Regions from separate parts of the Neogale vison genome. Here all the other regions are linked to region 3. A link is a contact called in public Hi-C data. All regions are on one chromosome and are shown on one strand. Each heading gives the region's core, a stretch centred on a gene start, on an enhancer-like site or on the middle of the called end of the contact. The rest is flanking DNA. Distances are from core to core; before and after follow the strand shown.

Evidence for each region. Hi-C and Micro-C count contacts between places; a contact is called where the count stands out from the background.
Region 1: a Hi-C map of muscle shows a contact between it and region 3, with 7 times the contacts expected there. The contact joins the promoter of PPP2R1B here to the promoter of SIK2 in region 3. A contact is called at or near these places in 2 of 3 Hi-C or Micro-C datasets (fibroblasts and muscle).
Region 2: a Hi-C map of fibroblasts shows a contact between it and region 3, with 6 times the contacts expected there. The contact joins the enhancer-like site here to the promoter of SIK2 in region 3. A contact is called at or near these places in 2 of 3 Hi-C or Micro-C datasets (fibroblasts and muscle).

Annotation. Positions count from the first base shown.
Region 1 is chr7:102,319,242-102,322,653 of ASM_NN_V1, reverse strand. PPP2R1B (serine/threonine-protein phosphatase 2A 65 kDa regulatory subunit A beta isoform) reads left to right here and starts at 1,392. Exons shown (of 17, transcript XM_044257793.1): 1 at 1,392-1,523; 2 at 2,389-2,479; 3 at 2,855-2,955. The coding sequence starts at 1,410.
Region 2 is chr7:102,291,803-102,295,306 of ASM_NN_V1, reverse strand. PPP2R1B (serine/threonine-protein phosphatase 2A 65 kDa regulatory subunit A beta isoform) reads left to right here. Exons shown (of 17, transcript XM_044257793.1): 15 at 1-14. Among named protein-coding and RNA genes, the nearest start is that of PPP2R1B, 28 kb to the left of the region's middle. Within about 2 kb of position 2,241, the one cell type or tissue checked has open chromatin away from gene starts, as enhancers often do. A contact at or near this core is called in fibroblasts, where this site is marked.
Region 3 is chr7:102,152,760-102,156,265 of ASM_NN_V1, reverse strand. It overlaps SIK2 (serine/threonine-protein kinase SIK2), which reads right to left and starts at 1,640. Exons shown (of 15, transcript XM_044257790.1): 1 at 1,409-1,640. The coding sequence starts at 1,543.

The sequences.
Region 1 (3,412 bases), core at 143-2,642, 170 kb before region 3:
GTTTTGAAATAGGGCTGCAATACTGGTTATAAAGTGGTCAGCCAAATAGTCCAGGATATGCTTATATAAATCTAAAAATTATAACCAAAATGAAAACCAAATGGAAGCCCTACAGAATACATCCACAAACTTAATTTGAGAGCTACTGTTCAAGTCCATTGGTTCCCAAACTATCACTCCTATCAAAGTCTCTATCTACCTTGTTTACTCTGAGGAACGCGGTGTTTAAAAAAAAAAAAAAAAGTCTCCCAAATTGTGTTCATTGATAATTTTATGTTTTCATTCATCAGACCTGCCATTACCATTTCCGAGCTTATGTTAACCATATGTAGTTTATCACTCTAAGCTGCTTAAATTATAGTCCAAAATGAACAAAAAAGAGGGGGTGTTTCTGTGCTGCCCTCAGAAGGGTAAAGGAAAACTTTAAGTTTTGTAAGAAACTCCAGTACCCTCACATCCTTCTCCTGGTGCCTTTGAGGACTCTGGGAGTTCTAGGGAGGCCAGTTTAGCCTTTCTTGTACAAGCAAAGTAGCCACTCCACCCACTTTGGAAGGATTAAAGCTTGTCCTAGTTTTGCTTGATTGTTGTACTTCTAGCATGCTAAAGACCTAAAAGAGGGAGGAAGAAAAAACAACAGAAGGCACCATTCCAGTACCAAACTGAAAAGAAACACAAAAACAAGAGAGCAGCATGTTTTTAACAGCTTGCATGGAAAAAGCGGAAAAAATATTGACTGGGGAGTTTGGACAGCAGTGTTCATTTTCTCTCACCGCCCGCGTTATTTGTCTTACGGAGCAGGAGCCAGATACAATTCTGGCTCACAGGCCAGAGGAAGAGGTGGAGGGGTTCTGTGGAAGCTTGAGGCTAGCGGGGGAAATTAGGGCTGGAGACCCGGTGGCTCAGAGCCAGGATGAAGTCAGGGGAGGCGCTAAATCTGTTTTCCTTCTGGCCTTGGGCATCCTCTTTGGTGTGCCCGAGTCCTAGGAGCAGAGCTCGCGTCACTCAGGTAGGTTCCCTGACCCCTTCAGTCCACCATGAGCAAAGTGAATTCCTGCCCCTGTTTCTTTTGGCTGCGTAAAGGATGCGGGGGCTCCATGCGCTTTCTCAGCCCACCCTTCTGGAGTTTAAACGTACACCTCGCGCAACGGGGTCCGGGCGGGTACCTCCATCACCCTGGCCGAGACTCTGCACCCCCGCCTCCGCAGAGTGGGAGCTTGGGCCTTAGTTCCGACGGCCTGGGCGCGGGGCGGGGCCTGGGCGCGGGGCGGGGCCTGGGCGCGGGGCGGGGCCTGGGCGCGGGGCGGGGCCTGGGCGCGGGGCGGGGCCTGGGCGCGGGGCGGGGCCTGGGCGCGGGGCGGGGCCTGGGCGCGGGGCGGGCGGTGTCGGCGAGGAGCCGGAGGAGAAAGAACATGGCGGGCGCAGCGGGGCCCGGGACCGGCCCGGGGGCAGCGGGAGGAGATGGAGACGATTCGCTGTACCCGATTGCGGTTTTAATTGACGAGCTCCGCAACGAGGACGTGCAGGTACTAAAATCGGGCCGGGCGTGGAGGTGGGCCTGGTTGGGCGTGTGGTGGGGAAGAAGGAAGGCCGGCTCCGCGGTGGGGAAGGCTGGGGGGCCCTTGAAGAGGCTGACTTAGAGCAGAAATTTGATGGGGAGGAGGATAGAGACCCATGAGGGGCAGCGCTGGCTCGAACAGACCTTCCCCGGGGCCTCTGCCGCACCCCTCCTCCCAGCGTCTGAGGCGTCCCACCCGGTCCTGGCGGTTGTGAGAGCACCGGCTTCCCGCCGGGGCGCCCCTTCCGGGTGGTGCTGGGAGGTAACGCGCGTTGGGTCCTGCGCTGGGAGGAGGGTGGCGCGGGCCCCCGGAGGCTGGAGTGGGCTGCAGAGATGCCGGAGGGGCCCTGTGAGCAGCAGGTGGGTGAGAGCCTTCCTCTCGGCTTGGAAACCGGCCTGGCTTGTTGGGCACAAAGAGAGTGGGGCGGCTTAATAACCTAGAAGAGTCGGTGTGTCAGCTCTGGTGTAACTTTTTTCTTTGGAAAGCCGGGGGTTGTGTTCAACCATTTCACCAGCTTCACCGATGCCAGAGTGTTCTCATGTTGAAATTGTCTCACTTCCCGGATGTGGTATGCTTTTTCCTTCTTCTGATGGGCCCTTTGATTGTTGCTCTTAAGAAGGCTTCCTTTGGCTAAAACGGAGCTGTGTTCCCACTGCTCCCAAGGTTCCTCATAGAGTAAGATCTAAAATGAAGGTTTTCCTCCTCTCCTCCTCGTTACTGTATGTCATTATCCTACCTGTTTGCAACTTTCATCTTTTGGTCTAAATCACAGTTGTCTACTTCACTCTTTGCACCTTTATTTATTTATTTATTTATTTATTTATTTTTGAAGCTCCGTCTCAACAGTATTAAGAAGTTATCAACAATTGCTCTAGCACTTGGAGTAGAAAGGACGCGAACGGAACTGCTGCCATTCCTTACAGGTTTGTGACTTTCTGGTTTAAAGAAAGGCATAGCCATTGCCATTTCCCAGTGGCTTTCAAAACTTACTCTTTTTTAGTATTTGTTACCAATGCTGTTAAATACTAAACTGAGCCTGATGCTTTCTGTACAAAAGAAGCAAGACAAGGCATATCTTATGGCCAGATTATTAAAACATTAACTATTTAGCTAATGGGAAGGGAGGTAATTGATACGGGATTGTCAATTTCTAATTCATTGTGGAACAGGTCCAGAATGCTGTTAGGACTGTGACAGGACTATCTAGTTAAATATTGAGTCTATTTCTACTTTTGTGTGAGTATCCCATTCTGGACAGCTATCCTTGTTGATGAGTACTGGGTTATTGTCATTTCCAGATACAATTTATGATGAGGATGAGGTACTATTAGCTCTTGCTGAGCAACTGGGAAATTTCACTGGCCTGGTGGGAGGTCCTGACTTTGCCCACTGTTTGCTGGTAAGTATATTCTGCCTTCTGTTTTTCCAGAACTTTCCCAGCATAAATTATACATTGTTTAGTGATAGGGACACTATGGCATTTTTAGTGTAGATCTTTTTATTTTATTTTATTTTTTAAAATTTTTTATTTATTTGACACGGGTGGGGGAGGTGTCACAAGTAGGCAGAGAGGCAGGCAGAGAGAGGGGGGGGGGGAAGCAGGCTCCCCGCTGAGCAGAGAGCCTGATGTGGGGCTCGATCCCAGGACCCTGGGATCATTACCTGAGCCGAAGGCAGAGGCTTTAACCTACTGAGCCACCTAGGTGCCCCAGTGTAGATCTTTTTATGGGTAGTCCCATTGCTGGCTGTTGGGAAAACAAATAATGTAGGTACTTACAACTGAGCATAAGAGCTTATTTTTCTTTTCTTTTCTGCCTCTGTGGACTTACTTGTTAGTGTAGAGATTGGAAGAAAAA
Region 2 (3,504 bases), core at 992-3,491, 140 kb before region 3:
AGGACACCGGGAAGGTAAGTGCCACTGACACCTGGGTCCTCTCTTGGGCTGAGGCGCGTGTGGAGAGTGTCACTGTGGCCTAGTGCTCTGGCAGGTGAGGCCGGGAAGCAGTTCCTCTAACTCTGTCAGAGACGGCAAGGCTCCCACATGGGGGGCGGTTGGTGAGGAGTCACTTACATGGAAACAGGTTGTTTCCATGTATCTCAGAGACCACAGACCGTTTTCACTTGGTTACATCTGTCCACTCCAGGCCAAACCATTTCTGTCACTTTGACCGTGTAAGGGTCTGAAGCCCCATTTGATGCTGTTCTGGAGAAGGTGTGCAGAAAGTTTTGAACTTGAAAGTACTCGTTCTTTAATCGAGGCTGGTGCTGACCCCAGCCCTAGGGCCGTTAGAGGGTGGGTCGATGGCTTACAGTTGACTCCTGAACACCACAGGGGTGAGGGGCATTGGCCGCCCTCCTGCCCTGACACAGTTGAACATCCACATAGAACTTCTGACTCCCCCAAACTGAACTACTGGTGGCTTGTTGATCAGAGGCCTTACCGACATGAGCAGGCGAACGTATTTTATCTGGTGTGTGTATCCTGTGCTGTGTTCCTACAGTAGAGTCAGCTAGAGAGAAGAACACGTATTAAGAAAGTCATAAGAGGTACAGTACTATATCTACAGGAAAAGGCTGCTTTATGATGGCTCTGCGCAGTTCAGACCCGTGTTGCATCCGCTCCATTCAGAAAAGCAGCGCCGAGGCCTTCAGCTGTCGTGTGGGGATGTCCGGCTGCATTTCGTTGACTTGGCAGACACTGGCATTCTTCTATCTACTCGAGTAGGTCTGCTTGGTGAAGCTTCGAACATTGAAAAGCTTGCCTGCTAAAGCTCCATGCCTTTCCCTTCATTTCATGTGAACTGGGGCCTTGAGAACTTTTTCCTGTTGCCCAGGCCCTAAACTGTGGTCTTTCATTTGAGAATGTCCTCCTTTCTGGCGGGACTGCAGTGTCTCAGCCCCAGGCCTGAGCCGCCAGCCTGTCAGGTCTGGGCTGTCACCGTCTGTCCCAGCAGGCGCTGCGCCGTGGGGAGGGCTGGGTGACAGGCTGAGCTGTCAGCCCTTTGTGTTTCACAGCGTGGCCTTGGGGGAAGACACCTCCACCGAAGGAGCAGGAATTAAGAGTTATGTATTTTTAGGCCTAACCACAGCCTTGCTTGGGAGGAAAGGTGTGAGGTGTTTTCCTACAAATTCAGGGTCAACTAGCCAAGTCGCTAAGTGCGCCATCCGCCTCTGGCCCGAGCGTGGGACAGCTGAGGCGACCTGTCCATGGCAGACTTGCTCGGCTCTGCAGGCAGCTCCGGGATGGCTGTAAGGAGTGCAGACGTCCTAATGGCCAGTCCTCAAGCCCTGGGCTTGCTAACCGAGTGCAGACACCTGTCACTCGGTGGCATCTCCCTCAGTGTTCTCTACCCTGGTGGGAGGTGCTGGTACCCAGGTGGTTGTGAACCCCCCTCCCCACAGTCCTCTTCTGTCTGCTTGGCGGTCTCCCGTAGTGCTAGGCCTCTGAGGCTGCAGATCCTTTAACCCAGAGCAATCCCTTGCCCTGTGACTCGGGAGCCTTCCCTGCCTTTGTGTCACGGAAGGAAAATGCCCCAAGGGTGAGATGGAAGGGAATTGAGTGTTGCCAGGCAGAGCCCTGCGTGTCAGGGGCGGCAGCCAAGTGAGTGATCCAGGAAGTCATCCAGTGCAAACCAGAAATCATTCTTAACCCCTCACTTGCTGTCGGTGGTTCGAACTTGCCCGTCTGCCTGAAGGGCTGACAACAGGCTGGAACTGTCCTGCCCCCCCCGACACCCCCCCAATCAGTCTTGGGGCCCCACGGGAGCCACTGGACATCCTGGGGCTTGGGCTGCCACTCGGTCCAGGAGAGAACAGCCCTGAGGTGAGGGCTTGTTCTTCTGTTGAAGGGCACCTGCCTGGGCCCCAGGAGCCTGCCGAGCAGTCTGTGTTCTCACCTCCCCCGCCCCCCTCCGCCCCGCTCCAGAGACCTGCCAGGCAGCAGTGTGGCTGCCCCCTTGCTCCCTGCCGACCCCTGGTCACCTCAGCCACCCGCACCCGGTGGCAAGGCCGCCCTCCTGGACGGTCTGCAGTTTCCCTCTGATGACGAGCTGCCGACAGGCCTCTGTCAAGTGAGGGTTAACAGAGGATTTGTTTATTGAATCACAAAGTAGCTGTCACATGATTTTAATCAAAACACCATTTCCCTGACAACAGTGATGTCAGTCTTGTTATTGCAGGAAGGAGCAGCTGTGAGGGACATTCAGTCTCCACGCGAGCCCAGGTTTGGGGACTAAAATCAAGTGAAGCCTCCGTAAATAATGGTCACAGGCGCCGCCGCCGTCCTGAATCCTCCCTGCTCCTCGCCCCCCGTCCGGCCGTCCCTCCTGCATGGACACTGGCCCGCGCAGGGTCTCCTCTCCTGTGCTCATTGCTGCTTCCAACCTGGTTTCTTTTTCTGTTTTTTTTTTCAGTTTTCCTTATTTTCCCTGAACTCTGGGTCACTCAGGCCCCTTAGGCTCTCCGGCCTCTGCTTCAGGCATCTGTCCTCTGGGCTCCCAGACAGCACTTGGTGCTGACGGGGGGTTCCCACCAGTCCCTCCCGGGCACACAGCTCCGGAGTCTCAGCTCTGGGGGGCCAGCGTCCTGGGTGAGGAACCTTATCTCGTCCTTGCCCCCCCAACCCCTTCCCTGCCACTGAGAGTAAGTTGGGGGCCTCAGGGGCTATTTAAGGAGCTTGGCTCTGGCTACCTGGAGGGAAGAGGCCCGGAAAGGCTGCAGGAGCCCCAAGTGCTGTCTGAGGACGGCCAGCAGGGACTGGAGCCCAGGGAGGCCAGTTGGAGCCGTGCCGTCAGGCTCCGGCCTCCTCTTGGCACCATCTCCATTGTGAGGCTTTGGGAACCGAGAAAGATTCCCAGGCCTTCCAACCCTTTGTGCAGAAGCTTGACCTGAAATTGGAGGTTGGGGACAGAAGCCCCCTTCTGGGTGGGATGTGGCTTCTCATGGATGCTCGTCCGTCGGCCGTACCGGTGGCTGGTGCCGCCCAGAACTCATGACCGAGGATGAAGGAATCCAGGGCAAATTTCTGGATTCTTGACCTGGAGCAGGTGCTCAGGATCGGGCGGCCAGTCATGACCCTGTGCAGGGACTTCCTGGGTGTCCCACAGCCACGGTCTGAGCTGTGATGAGGTGGTTGGGCGTTAAGTGAAAGCAAGGCAGGCAGAGCTGAGATGGTGTGACGGGCTGTCGAAGGGAACTGGGCGGGACTCTCCTTGGGGCTTTCTGCTTGGAGGGCAGGGCTAGACCAGGCTGCCCTTGCACCTCACAGTGAGCCTGGAAGTGAAGTCTGCCGGGGTGTGTTCCCAAGTTAGTGCTGGGGACCATGAGCCTTTGCCGGGATGTGCTCGGGTTAGTGGCAGGGCTGGCAGTGGGGCCAGGGCCAGGACGGTCAGAGGTGCTT
Region 3 (3,506 bases), core at 391-2,890:
GGTCCTGATGCTATAAGTCTGATTTGGAATGCCTCACCATTAGCAGGGGAGGACAAAAAGTGAAGATGACGCAATGACATGTGCCCCTACTTTTTGGAAATGGATTCCTTCACATTAAGCAAAATTTCCAAGAACAGCAGCAACAGAAATCACTCAAGTTTTCAAATGTCTTACACCTCACATAGCCATTATGAAAATCCATTCCTAGGTTACTGCATATTCAAACTCGAACACATTTGCAATAATAAGGGGGAAAAGACTGAATAGGATGAAAACTGGGGGAAAGAAAAACCCGAAAAAGGACGAAACTCCAGAACAACTGCAAGAAGGAGGGAAGAGTACGTCAAAAACACAAGGTTTTATTCCAAAGAATAGTTTTGTTTCTACTGATTTTTTTCTGAAGTATTTAATTTGCACGTCTTAAAATAGAGACCCTGAGGAGAGCAGCTTGAGGCAGTGAAAGGAAGGGGGGCGGGTTAGGTAAGAAGAGAGACTTGGGAGAAAATATGTACGGTGCATCAGAATGTGCAGTGGAGTGGGGGATGCTGGATTCACCGCCAGGAAGCAGTGGAGGGCTTTTGGAGTAGAGAAGCCGAATCAGATGTGGCTTCAGAAACGCGCATTCGCCGCCAGAACGCACACCTGGTCAGGGGACCACCTGAGCGAAGCGAGACCGAGCCACCAACCGTGCAAGCGCAGAGATGACCATTTTAACCCTTTCTATTGTCTGGAGAGTTAGATGGAAATGCCTCAGGCACGAGATCAAGCTAGCCTGACACCAAATCAAGAGACGCTGTCGGGCAAAAGGAGACACAGACGATGGACAATGGCCGTCCGGGCATTCCCGGCCGCGGGGCCCCTTCCCCGAGGGGCCAGGGAGGGGCGCAGCGATCGCGGGGGCCGCGCGATGCCCCGTCCCGAAGTCCGAGCGCAGGCGGCCCCCTCCCCGGGGCTGGCGACGTCCCTCCTCGCGCGGCCCGGGAGCACCCAGACTTCCCCTCCCACCCCTCCCACCCCACCCCCAGCTGAAAGCTGGGAAGACGCGGAACTTGGGCTCCGGAGCGGAGGCCACAGATCAGGTCACAGCCCGGGTGGGAGGCTCTGGGAGAAATTCCGTGTGGCCACCGGGGGTGGCGTAGAGAAGGCAAAGCCCCGGCCGGTCGGGTTTCCAACTGGACGACACTCGGGTCCAGATGACCGGGCCCCGAGCCCTTCGGCGCTCACCGACCCCCCTGCAGCTCCCGGGTCCTCACAGTCCCAGGCCCCTCGCCTTAGCCAGAGACCCAGCCTCTTCGCTAGACCCAGCAACCCAACCCCCCAACCCCGCTGTGCAGCCGCCCCTCCCGGCCAACAGCTCCTCTCTCCCGGACCCTAGCCCCGGACGCTCCCGCCGAGCCCCGGGCCGCACCTCCGTCTTGGTGATCCGGTGCCGCCCCAGCTTCACCACGGCGAAGTTACCCTTGCCCAGCGTGCCCTCGATGTCGTAGAACCCCACCCGGACCGGCCCGCGCTGCAAGTGCTTCGGGCCATCCGCCATGACCATGCTGGGCCCCGCTGCCAGACTCGGCGGACTGGAGCGCGGGCTGGCGGGCCAGCGGCGCTGCTGGGCTCCGGCGACGCCGCTCGGCTCGCTCCTCCGCTCGGTCCCTCCCGCTCGGCTGGGCCCAGCCAGGAGCGCGCCGCCGCTGACGTGCGCCGACGTCAGGGGGCCGGGGCAAGGAGGCGGGGGCGGGACCGGGCCGCGATTGGTCACCATGGCGACCGGAGCACCGCCGACGTCGGCGGCTGGGAGGGAGGGAGCGAGGGAAGACGGGAGGGGCCTGGACGGCGCGTTCTTTCCGGACTCCGGCACCCCGGGTTCGCCGCCGCCTCGCAGCTGCCAGGGGCGGGGTCACCCCCCGGCCCGCCCTGTTCCTCGGCCACCCTAGCCGAAGGGCCAGAGCGAGCCCTGGTGGGCGGAACGGAGGGGTGCAGCGACCTGGCCGTCTCCTTCCCTCGTCCGGGCGGTCTCCGCCTACCTGAGGGCCTTCCCGCCAAACCGCTCACCTGTGCCTGCGGTGCGCCGGAGAATTCGGCACCGGCCAAGAGCTGGGGTTGAGCAACGCATCGCTCACCGACTCCTTCCTTCGTATCCCTTTCTCATTGGTTTCTATATAAATCCTTCCACATTTTGATGTCTCAGGAATCTTCTGATAGCAGCACGGGTCGCTTAGAGACTCCCAGAACGTCAGCGCTTGAAGAGACACCGGAGATCACTAATCCAGGGATCTGGAGCCTCACAGAGGCTTCAAAGCCTCAACCTCCCCTCTACAATGCGAATTTTTCCCTCTTTGAGATGGCCTCTGGGGAGATGGGGCTGTATCTTTTATCAGGTTCACAAACGCGTTGGTGACCCTGAAAAGGTTAAATACTTACCTAATCCAGTTTCTTTTCAGATGATGAATCAAACCCCAAGGAAAGAAGGGAATTGCCAGGGTCATGATGGTAAGGGTAGAGTCAGGACTGCAAATGACCACACATAAGTATTCTATGTGGTGGCCCAAGGAAACAGGAACAGCGTTATTTCATATTTTGAAATATATTATATGCCTCCACATCTTGCTTTCTAAATGCCAGTCTCTATTAAAAGGAACCAGACTCTGGAGAAAAGAATGATTCAAAGACAGAAAGAGGGAAAGTACAAAATGCCCATGAAGATCTTGTGCTGGAAAGCAAGATTTTCAGAGTGATGGAGCACATGTCAAAACCAACAGAAGCCAGCTTGAAGCTACCTCCCGTTATCAAAACTGGGACAATTGGAACATCACCAATGAATAGTGATTAGAATGGACTATAACACAGTGAATTTCAAAAAAGAATACACAAGTGCATATTTATTCTTAAAATGTTAAATAAATAGGGGCGCCTGTGTGGCTCAGTGGGTTGGGCCTCTGCCTTTGGCTGGGTCATGATCTCAGGGTCCTGGGATCCACCAGCGTAAAGCTCTCTGCTCAGCAGGGAGCCTGCTTCCCCCTCTGTCTGCCTGCTGCTCTGCCTACTTGTGATCTCTGTCTATCGGATAAATGAATAAAATCTTTTAAAAATTAAGTTAAATATATAAATAAATATAAAGGCCAGAAAGGAGAAATAACTCCTCTTCTTGACAACTAAGACACTAGAGGAAATGGTGAAATTAAGAAATCACCATTTTGCAAACATTATGGTAGTAATCGATTCAGGTAGGGAATTATCTATCAATAGATTGCAAAATCATAAAATAGATGTTAAAATCACTGACACACGATATTTACTCTCACAGAAGCCTCAGATTTCTTATTCATTACAAAGTGATCAAAATGGCCCCTTTACAGTAAAGAATTCTGACAGACACCACCCAAACCAAATGATCAAAGTTAATGTCATCGGTTATGGGATAAAATGACACAAAGTGCCTTCTGATGGGAGATACTGAGAAGCATACAATACCCCTTAAGTAGTATCCCAGTCAAAAAATCCATATTCTGAAT